3 separate regions of the Sus scrofa genome follow, and all the other regions are linked to region 3. A link is a contact called in public Hi-C and targeted proximity ligation data. All regions are on one chromosome and are shown on one strand. The core of a region is the stretch at or near the end of the contact, and the rest is flanking DNA. Distances in the headings are between cores, read along the strand shown.

Region 1 (3,688 bases), core at 170-2,669, 97 kb after region 3:
GGGTGAGTGGGCAAAGGAGCATCTGCCCAGATGTGAGCTTCCCTTGAGCCCTCTGGATGGCCCCCTCCCCACCTGCCCACCCACCCCATTCTGTACTTGGCAGCATATTTCCTGATCTCCAAGTTGCCCAAACTTCCCCAGTGCTGGGAGGACCCCCCTGAGCTCAGCACTGTCCTGGGCCATTTCTCTGCAGGTCCTTTTGGGGGCCTTTCTCAGGGCAGGAGAAGAGACATTTTATGCCAGAGAGTTAAGCACCTGGAGGCTCGCCATGAACACAGCACCGTATGCCCTGATCCCTGTTCAAGATCACCCGCCCAGCCTCCTCCCTGCCCTCTGCCCCCAGTGACCTCTGAGCTCAGCTTCGGTGCCAGGTGGGCAGTTGAAGAGTGGCTCGCAGTGGACACACTCAGAGTCCCAGAAGACGCAGAACATCCCAGGCTGGCAGCGGCACTGGGCTTTGTGTTTGCTGGTACAAGGCGTGACCTCCATGAAGCCCAGCACTGGTGGAGAGATGGCAGGCTCAGCAGAGGGGCCGCACTCCTGGGGGTCCCAGCACATCCCCCCACCCCTGCCCACCCCGGGCACACCCCACTCACTCTGGTCACAGGGGCGGCACAGCTGGCAGATGGAGAGGTGGTTCCAGTGCTCGTTGTAGGAATTTTCAGGGCATGTGGCACAAGCGGTGTTCTGGTCATGGCTACACTCAGCTGAGACGTGCGTGCCTAGGATGCGAGTGGGGCAGTAGCAGTGTCAGGGGGCTGGGGTTCCACCGTCCCCTCTGCTGCTCGCTGTGTGACCCTGGGCCTGTCCGGGTGCCTACATAGAAGGGACGGCCAGTGTTGCTCACCCTTTGCCTGTCACCTGGGACCTGATGTCTGCCTTCCCTCCGAGGCAGCCAGGTGGGCTGGAGCCCCTGTAACCCACCTCCCTGTCCCAGCCTTCCTCTGCCCCTTGCCTCTCACCTGGGGGGCAGCGCGAGCAGCAGACGTGATGTTTGGGCTCGTAGTACTCCCTTTTCTGGTCCTGGCAGGTTTGGTTCTCCGGGCGGTAAGGGAGCACCTTCAAGGGGGAGATGAAGTGGGGGGAGAATTATTCAGGGGTCAGCTGGGGAGGGCAGAAGGATTACAGAGAGGGCTGCCCAGACCCCTCTCCCTAGCCAAGCCCACCCCCGCCCCCTGCACGGGGCCCTCCCTCACCAGCTGGGACTGGGATGCTGCCTGGAGACTGCAGAGGCCCAGCATGAGTGGCCCCCAGGCCAGGCCGCAGGAGGAGGCGGCCCACGGCAGGCGCATGGCGGCCAGTCGGCCAGCCGACCAGATGGGTGGAGGCCTGGGAGGAAGATGGGAGGCCTGGACGTCCCGGGCAGTGGTGGCAGCAGCGTCCCCAGCTCAGGGGCTGGGACGGGACTCGGGCTGACGTGCCCCTGGGGGCCGGAGCGGCCGGGCCTGGCCTGGCCTCCAGGGCTCCAGCGCCGGGCTCAGGAAGTGGGAGTGGAGCAGCCGGCCGCGGGGCGGGGACAGGGAGCGCTGGGAGCTGGGGCGGCTGTCGCAATCGGGAAGAGGAACAGGCTTGGCTGCCCGATGCAGGGCGGGAGGGGGTGGCCGGGAAAGCACGTGAGGGCAGCAGGGCCGGAACTGGGCCTCCTCCCTTCTCTGGAAGCCTGACTGGAGAGGAGGACGAGGAGACAGGCCAGGCCCAGCTGGTGGGAAAGGGGCAGCAGAGCCAGGGGACAACTCTCTGATGGTCCCTGAGAGCCCAGCTGGGGCAGGGCTGACCCAGGCACAGATGGAGGTCTTGGCAGAGCAGTGTCCAGCCGGGCACCCCATCTGAAAAGTGGATGGGCCTGAGACTGTCAAACTTGGAGGGTGCAGAGACCCATGGAGAGTCTGGGACAGCCAGCAAGCCAGCCAGCCAGCCAGCCCAACATCTGGGAACCAGAAGACCCAGCTGGCAGACTGGACTCCCGGGTTCCTGCCTTGTTATGTGACTTTTTAAGATTAACTACAAAGGAGTCACTGCCCAGCCAGCCCTCCCCTTCCCTGAGCCAACCTGACCCATACATCAGTGGGCACAGGTCACCTACATGACCCTTGGGGGGTTCAGTGGCTCTGCTCCCCTGTCCTCAGAGAAGGCAGAGGACATGCAGACTGAAGTCCCATGAACAGGGCAGCTGGACTGGCGCTGGGCAGCCACCATCCCCAGTCCTAGCCTCTCACCCAGGAGTATTTGAATTCCTTTGACCTGGAGGGAGCTGACAGCCCACCAGTCCAGGCCCTTCACCTTAAGGATGAGGACACTGAGGCCCAAATGCCATGCAGAGACCATGGTTTGAGGGAAGCTCACTCTGTCCCTGCACCCCTTTCTTCCTACAATTCTCCTGCATCCCATTAATAGTACTTCCCCCTTCCCCCTATGGCATGCTCTCTGGTTTCCAAATTTCTGTGCTCCTGGCACAGAGGGTCCTTGAGGGTCACCTGAGCTCTGGGAAGCAGCCCCACCCCGGGCCTGCCCAGCCCCTCTGCAGATCACTCCCTGTGACCCACTGCTTGTCATTCACCAGCCACTGAGCCATGAGTTCTGCACTGAATCCATAAGTCTGGGTTCCCCGAGTTTCCTACAGAGTTTGGCACGGACCACGTGTCCAGTATATATTTATATATGCTATCTCCCCCATGTCTCATGGCCAGTCCATGGCAGAGCCATGGGGCTCCAAATTTCTGGGTCCCAGCTCATTCCAGCAACCATGCTGCCTCCTTGTGACTCGGGGAGGGATGGCTCCCTAGGCATGAGGGACTGACTTGCTGTCTTGAGAGAGGTCACCTGGGCACCATTCCCGCCTCCTCCCTGGAGGGCCATCTTTAGCACACAGCCTGACCCTGGTTGGTCTGACTGGCTGGACAGCCTCCTGGTGGAGGATCAGGGAAGGCCTGGTCAGGGGTGCATCTGGGGAGCAGGGCCCACAAAAGGGTGAAGGGCCCTGAGCTGTAGACATCTCTCGCTCTGCTAGTGCAGGCCTAGGGCTCACACACTGCCAGCAAACATCCGAGGCTGGCTGGGAAGGGAAGGAATGTTAGAACAGCATGCACTGCTCAGGGCTGTAGCTCTTTCCAGGTCCAGGGAAGGCGGCTGGGCTGGACTCACACTGAGCTCTTAAATGCATAAAGGTCTCTCTATGGTAGCCTTAGATCCCTTTTTTCTCTCTTTTTTCTAACTAAAAATTTTAAGTTGAGAGTTCTCATTGTATCTCAGTGGGTTAAGAACCTGACTGGTATCCATAAGGACGCAGGTTTGATCCCTGGCCTCGCTCAGTGGGTTAAGGATCTGGTGTTGCTGTGAGCTGTGGTGTAGATCTCAGCCAAGGCTCTGATCCTGCATTGCTGTGGCTGTGCGGTAGGCTGCTGGCTGCTGCTCAGATTTGACCCCTAGCCTGGGAACTTCTATATGCCAAGGGTGCAGTCCTAAAAAGCAAAAAAAAAAAAAAAAAAAAAAAAGAAAGACAGTTGACATTTAGTTGGTTTGGAGTTTCCATTGTGGCTCAGTGGGTTAAGAACCCAAATAGTCTCATATATATTTATGTATGTGTGTGTGTATATATATACACCACCACATCTTCTTAAACCAATTGTCTATTTTTTTTTTCCTTTTTTGGCCATACCAGCAGCATATGAAGTTCTCTGGCCAGGGACTG
Region 2 (3,566 bases), core at 765-3,264, 110 kb after region 3:
TTTTGGTATTTCATGTTTCGATATTTTTTTAATCTAAGAAGTTTTGCCTACCCCAAGGTCACAAAGGTATCTATGTTCTATACGTTCTAGATTTTTGTGCGGACTAAGATAGAGGTTGAGGTTCTGTTTGTTTTCCACTCAGTATCCAGTTGTTCCAGCATCTGTTATTTAAAAAACTGTTTTCTCCATTGAATCGAATTGGTGCTTTGGTAAAAAAAATCTGTTGACCATATATGTGTGAGTTTATTTCTGGATTCTCTTCTGTTCCATTGATCTATTGTCTATTCTTCCATAAGCCTTACGCAGTTGATTACTGTGACTTTATAGTCATAAAGTCAGTTTGTGTAAGTACTCAACTTTGCTCTTCTTTTCCAAAACCGAATTGGCCCTTCTAGATTCTTTGGATTCCCATATCAATCTTAGAATCAGCCTGTCAATTTCTTCCAAAATGTCTGCTGAAGCTTTGGCAGGGACTGGGTTGAAACTAAAGAGCCGTTTGGGAGGCATCGCGAGTTTCTGATCCATGACCTCCACAGCTCCCTTCTTTCATTTTGGTCTTTGGTTTGCTTCAGCAGGATTTTCAGTGTGGAGGTCTTGCACACCTTTCATTAGATTTATTCCCAGTATTTGCTGTTGTTTATGCTCCATATGCAACATATGTTTTTTTTATTATTATTTATTTATTTATTTTTTCTCTCTTTTTGTTATTTCTTGGGCCGCTTTCACAGCATATGGAGGTTCCCAGGCTAGGGGTTGAATCGGAGCTGTAGCCACCGGCCTACGCCAGAGCCACAGCAACGCGGGATCCGAGCCGCATCTGCAACCTACACCACAGCTCACGGCAACGCCTGATCGTTAACCCACTGAGCAAGGGCAGGGACCAAACCCGCAACCTCATGGTTCCTAGTCGGATTCGTTAACCACTGCGCCACGACGGGAACTCCCATATGCAACATATGTTAATGTGGTGCTGTGTTTGTGATTTCATTTTCCAATTTTTGTGGCTAGTATGTAGAAATACAATTAATTTCGTATATTGGGTTTTTATCCTGCAACCTTGTTTATTAGTTCTAGGTGTTTGCTTTAGTAGATTCTATCATGATGGAGATGATAATAAGCCCCATATTGAGAAAAAGGAATGTGACGATTTATACTGGGCAGTGTTTAACTTAAGGTGTTTGGGCCCCACCCAAAACTCTGAAAAACTGTCTTTGGTATATGGGGGCATAGAGGCGGGGCGGGGGTGGTGATGGGGGGGAGGGGAATTGGCATTGGCATTGGCATTGGCATTTTTAAAGTTCCTGGTAAGAGTCTAGAAGTGCAGTTGCTTTAGAAAGTGTCAAGTGGCAGACAGGCCAAAAGGCCACTCTAAGGGGATAGCATGGGGTGGTCCGCGCATCGTGGGTCGGTTTAAGTGTCTGGGCCCAGTCTGCCTGTCCCCCCCAGGAAAGGGCAGACAAGTTCCGGGTTCCCTTTCAGGCCAGGGCGAGTGGGAGGAGAGCGCCTCCCGCCTCTCCCTTATGATAAACTTGCTGCAATAAACGCTGTCACCGCTGGAGTTCATTGTCGCCTCCAATTACCCCGCGGACACACCTCTCTACACGCCCTCTTGCCCCCAAAGAGTGCAGGAGACCCCAGAACTATTCCCCGCAGGCTTCCCTGGGAACAACCGCCTCACGGGTTACAGACGGGGAAACCAAGGCCGGGCGTGGGGCGGGGGAAACAGGGATTGGCTCGGGGCCGCCCCCTAGTCGGACCCTTAGCCATCGCCCTTCCCAGGTACAAGGAAATTAAAGAGGAGCTGGAAGAGCTGGACCGTATCACAGAGCAGACACTCTTCGACCTGTACAAGTACAACTCCTCCAACACTCTCGTGGCCCACGCCCGCCTCCGCCGAGACCTGCGGGAGCCCCTGCCGCACCCTCTGCAGCGCCTGACGGTCCCGGCTCCGCCCCACTCGGCCCGCAGAGTTCGCAGCGCCACTTCCAGCAGCGTGCGGGACAACAATCCCCAGGTGAACAGGAAGGACTGGAAGATCGGCTTCCAACTGGTAAGGCCCCACCCCGCCAAGGCCCCGCCCATCTTCGGGGAAGGCCCCGCCCCACTGTTTCAGCCAGAGAGCATGTTTCTGCTCTTTCCCGACCGCGCCTCCGCCGCAGTGGTACAAGGCAGACCTCGTCCGCGGGCTGGCAAAATAAATAAGTTAAATCTATAAATAAGGTTTGAAAAATAAAATTAAATAACATCTCTCTGGGCGCCAGCTTATGAAGGGTCCTCCCTGGCAGCCTCTGAGAACGTTTATGGGGGCGGGAAATCGGATCTACTGTGAAAAATGCATCTTTCTGAATTCAGTCCTCCCAGTGGTATTGGGTTGGGACCCTCTAGTGTGATGGGGCACTGGGGCTCCACCGGCCTAAGATGGAGAATAGGGAGGCACTGACAAGGAGACAAAAAACAAATGGGGTGTTCCCCTGTCGTGGCTCAGTGGTTAACAAACCCGACTAGCATCCATGAGGACACAGATTCAATCCCTGGCCTCCCTCAGTGGATTAAGGATCTGGCGTTGCCGTGAGGTGTGGTGTAGGTCGCAGACGTGACTCAGATCCCGCTTTGCTGTGGCTGTGGCGTAGGCCTTCGGCCGCAGCTTGGATTTGACCCCTAGCTTGGGAATTTCCATATGCTGCCAGTATGGCCCTAAAAGACAGAAAGACAAAAAAAAAAAAAAAAAAAAAAAAAAGGCATGGAGAAGAAAGACAAGTCCTTTTAGTAAGAGTGGACCACGGTACCTAGAGGCCAAGGTTCCAGTCCCTGCTCTGCTGTTGGGATGAACTACTTGATTCCTCAGTTTTCCCATCTGTGAAATGGGGAGAAGAATCTTTGTTCCATTCTCCTCGGAGGCTTCATACATGACCCTGAGGTGTGTGCAGCTCCCAGTCTCTTCCCTGGCCTACCTGCCACTCTCCTAGTCCCTTGCTCTCCGGGTCTGCTCTCCTCCAGGCTTCTGCTTCACTCTGCCTTCTGTTCCTTCCCACTCCCAGCTCCCAATCCTACCTGTTGGTCCTCAGGACCTCAGAACACTCATTCCTTGACCTTGGCCCTGCCCTGCTTACCCTTGCTGCCGGCCCTCTGACGCTCTGGTCTCTGTGTTCAGTGCAACCAGAACAAATCAGACTGCTTCTACCAGACGTACTCATCCGGGGTGGATGCAGTGAGGGAGTGGTACCGCTTCCACTACATCAACATTCTGTCCAGACGGCAGGACACCTCTCCGTCGCTGGAGGAGGATGCACTGGGCAAATTCATCTTCGCCTGTCGCTTCAACCAGGTCTCCTGCAATGAGGCGTAAGTCTGTCCCTCTGGCCTGGTTTTCTGGGCCAGCCTGAGGCCCCACACCTGTGGCACCCAGGAGTGCTTGTTGACTAAAGAAATGCCTGTGGGGAGGATAGGGCAGCACTGACCTCAGGTCCAAACTTCTGCAGGGCTGGATCTGGGAATGACAGCCTCATATGGCTTCTCTGGGAAGGCTGGGGTTGAGATCTGGCTTTGAGAAACCAAGGGTTGGATGC
Region 3 (3,627 bases), core at 133-2,632:
TTTTTAGGTCCACACCTGCGGCACATGGAGGTTCCCAGGCTAGGGGTCCAATCGGAGCTGAAGCCGCTGGCCTACATCACAGCCACAGCAACTAGGGATCTGAACCACGTCTGCAACCTACACCACAGCTCACAGCAACGCCAGATCATTAACCCACTGAGCAAGGGCAGGGACCGAACCCGCAACCTCATGGTTCCTAGTCGGATTCGTTAACCACTGCGCCACGACGGGAGCTCCAGGTTGTGACATTTTGATAAATCATCCTAGTGGTTTCTTAGAGGATGGATATGAATGAGGGCAAGATGAAACAAAATGATATGATATTTCATTAATTTTAAGAGGCACTTTTCTTTTTTCACTTTAACATCTAAATTGGGATGTCTGACTATATTAGCCAGAATGGTCATACTGTATTTGTCATACTGGCTCATAAGAATCAAAATTTGCCAAATGGATGTCTTGAAAGAAAAATTCCAGACAGAAAAGGAACATTTCTTTAAGAAATGCTGCATCACCCAAAGCCCTTGATGGCATGCACAGAGGACTATATTGTGTGGAAATCATGCACATCTAAGACTGAGTAAAAAGAAAAAAAAAATCGTAAGAGTCGGTGTCTGAAAAAGTTTTATGAACACTAGGCTACTTTTCTATTTTCCTTTGCATGTATGCATGAGAGTGATGTATGGTAAAAATCTGCATCTATAGAAACCTCCACTTTCCATACATATAAAATAAAAATTCGAAGTGATAAAAAAGCATTATGTTGGTGTGCAGTACGTGGAAGAATGATTTTACAACTGATGGACGCCAAACAAGGGATAATAAGCTGCAGCAGGACAGTGAGAGGAGGGGAGAGAATTATTGAAATACTAAGAAGAAAAAAATCCGCTCAGCTTGGTGATTTATAGGAGGGCAGAAAAAGATGAATGGGAGGAAAATCTAGCATGGTTTCCAGGTTTCTGGTTTGGGCAACTGAGTCCAAGTGGTAAGCTACCGAGAGGGATAGGACAAGCAAGTTTGGGGAGGGAAAGTTAAATTTAGGACAGACTGAGCGAGGGGCTTGATGGCTGTGTAGAACCGGTGAACCGAGCTCTCCAAAGTATTTACTTTGGTCGTAAGGATCCCCGCCGCCCAGCGGCCCGGGGAGCCTGCGGCTCTGCCTCGATGGATATAGCCTCCTCAGAGCTGTCTGTCAAAGACTGGGGGTGGAGGCCTGCCAGGTCCGAGCACCTGGGCGGTGCCCAGACAACCGAACCTCTGCTGCTCCCAGGGTTTGGGAGTCCCGGCTGCCACGCGCCAACCTGCTTGCCGCTGTAGGCGGAAACGGCGTGATTGGCTGGAGACGCGGGCCGTGGGCGGGCCCGGACCGAGGAACTGCTCAGCGATTGGCTTGGAGGCACCAAAAAAGCCCAACTCAAACTGCTGGAGCCGACCCTCCAGGAGGGGGGCCATAGTTCCACCCATCCCTGTCGCTTAGTCAGACAGGTAAGCAAACCACAGTTGTATTGGCCACATCCTCCCAGCATCGCTCATTTTCCGGGTCCGAATGATAAGAGAGCCGTGACTGGCGAATTTCCAGGGGCGGGCACTGTAGGCTTTATTCCCTGCTTCATTTCAGGACTGGCGTCTGTTCTTGGCGGGGATTGGTCCACAGGTTTATCAGCGTGATCCGGGGGCGTGACCAGCACTAATAAAGACTGGGGCCTGAGCGGCCGCTGCAGTGAGTTCCACCGCAGCTAGAGCTCCAGGTGGTCAGCAAGAGGAGGAGCGTGGCGTTGCCGTCGGTTTCACCGCAGAGTTCCCTGACCCGGTGTCACGCCGCAGCCTCCGGAGAGGAGACAGACCTCTCCTTCCTCTGTTTGAGACATGTGAGTTGACTCTGGTGTGGGGGGCGCGACACCTCCTTGCCAACTCTCACCCCCAGCGCAGAACTCTGCGGGACCGAAAATGGCGCATTGCAGCAGATGCAGCGACGCGGGGAACCACCGCCGCGCACCAGCCCTGGGCCGGGCCACCCTTGGGGAAGGGAGGCTGCACCTCATTCCTGCACCAGTTCCAGCCAGCATCCCACGGGCGGCGCAGGGGCGCGGGGGTCCCACTTTCGCTGCCCCTCTTCTCTCGCCTGTGGGGCTCCTCAGTCAGGTCTCTGTTGAAAGATGGTGCGCCAAGACACCGGGTAGGGGCCTACCCCAGGCCCTTTCTTGTTGTTGGTTGAAGCTGTACTTAGGGCCTCTAGAAAGACAGTCATGGCCATGGGTGCACCTGCCAGTTAGTAACTTGGCTTGTCCTGCAATCTCTGACTTGGGTACCCCCCAACTCTTCTTGGCTGTGAGCAAAGCTCCAGAAACTTACCTGCCAGTTCCCTGGCGCTAGGTGAGCAGCTCAAAAAGGCTCAAGGGGCAGGGGCATGTGATTCCAAGCAGCCACTCATCCCAAGGCCACCCGTGTAGGTGATGTTTTCCTGTTATTGAGTCTTAGCCAAGTATTTAGAAGAGAAACAGCTGAGGATCCCCTCAACCCCTTTCCTCAACACATTCAACTTAGTCTCTGATCATCTTCAACATCACTCCCATTCCAAAACCTTGAGGAAGAACTAGGGCTAGACGAATGAAGAACTTTCCATTCTTTCCTGGAGTCCTGGTCTGGTCCTAGATGTATTTTTGATGCTTCTCTTGGTGACAGAAAAGGGAACAGATTTATTTATGTTACATAAGGGTTATAACTATCTCCAGATATATTACTCCTGAGTGTTCCCAACTCGCTCGCTACAAGTTATTAAGTGAAATGGTCCCTTCAAATCCTTTATAACCAATTCCCCTTTTCTCTATTGGATTTCTACAGTTTTAACTGTATATGACATTCTGTGCATTTTTGGCCAAGCCCTAGGATTCCATAGGTTTTCATTTGGGGGAGGGGGAATCGTCTCAGCCGACTGGTTCCCAGTAGCATCCATGTGGGAAGGAGATGGGGAAAACTTGGTGACTAGAAGGGCATCACGAGGTCTCTGACCTTAATCTTGTCATTGGTGCCACCAGCCTGGACTGCTTCCAGGACCAAACACTGCCTGCTCCCTACTCATTGAATTTTCCACTTTCAGTCAGAGACCTAGATTGCTTAGCTCAGTAGGAGCAGAGGAGTCTGGTGGCTTCCATGGCTTTCCTTTGCCTCCATTGTGCCTCAGAGGGAAATGGGAGATGCTTCTTTTAGTGGGGATGAGTCAGGTGTCATCTGGGAGTATTACCTCTTTGAGAAGTTATTCTCTATCCTTTCAGGCTGAAATTTACTTGCTTAGTAGAGAGGAGGAACTTCTGGGCATTAGTTCTATTGTGAGTAGTCAAGGCTTTACCTTTTTGGTGACTTTGTGATGGTTTCATCCGTAGTGCATTCACTTGTGGACTGCTGCTATGAGGTATGTTTTGTGGGATTCTGCTTCTGTTTGAGGAGTTATTGTAATTTCTCTTCTTCATCAAATTTGAGAGGTCCCCCTCCTGCCTGTGGGTTCCTTGGCAGAGAAAATCTCATGTCTTAGGTTAGACTTCTGGGAATTCTTCGGGGGGGTGAATTTAACTTCCATGTGTTGGGGCCTGGAGAGGAGTTTATGTTGAGGATCCCACACCAGATCATTCT

Evidence for each region. A called contact is a pair of places that touch in the nucleus more often than the background predicts.
Region 1: a targeted proximity ligation map of skeletal muscle shows a contact between it and region 3. A contact is called at or near these places in 1 of 5 promoter capture datasets (fetal liver), 3 of 47 Hi-C or Micro-C datasets (embryonic fibroblasts, epiblast stem cells and liver) and 2 of 2 datasets of targeted methods (alveolar macrophages and skeletal muscle).
Region 2: a Hi-C map of liver shows a contact between it and region 3, with 1.6 times the contacts expected there. A contact is called at or near these places in 5 of 47 Hi-C or Micro-C datasets (embryonic fibroblasts, epiblast stem cells, heart right ventricle and 1 more) and 1 of 2 datasets of targeted methods (alveolar macrophages).

Annotation. Positions count from the first base shown.
Region 1 is chr5:64,277,003-64,280,690 of Sscrofa11.1, forward strand. It overlaps LTBR (lymphotoxin beta receptor), which reads right to left and starts at 1,420. Exons shown (of 10, transcript NM_001308823.1): 1 at 1,197-1,420; 2 at 963-1,059; 3 at 597-722; 4 at 348-500. The coding sequence starts at 1,292.
Region 2 is chr5:64,294,202-64,297,767 of Sscrofa11.1, forward strand. SCNN1A (sodium channel epithelial 1 alpha subunit) reads left to right here. Exons shown (of 13, transcript NM_213758.2): 3 at 1,780-2,050; 4 at 3,152-3,342. Among named protein-coding and RNA genes, the nearest start is that of SCNN1A, 8.3 kb to the left of the region's middle.
Region 3 is chr5:64,180,114-64,183,740 of Sscrofa11.1, forward strand. VAMP1 (vesicle-associated membrane protein 1) reads left to right here and starts at 1,383. Exons shown (of 6, transcript XM_005653160.3): 1 at 1,383-1,485; 2 at 1,619-1,868. The coding sequence starts at 1,867.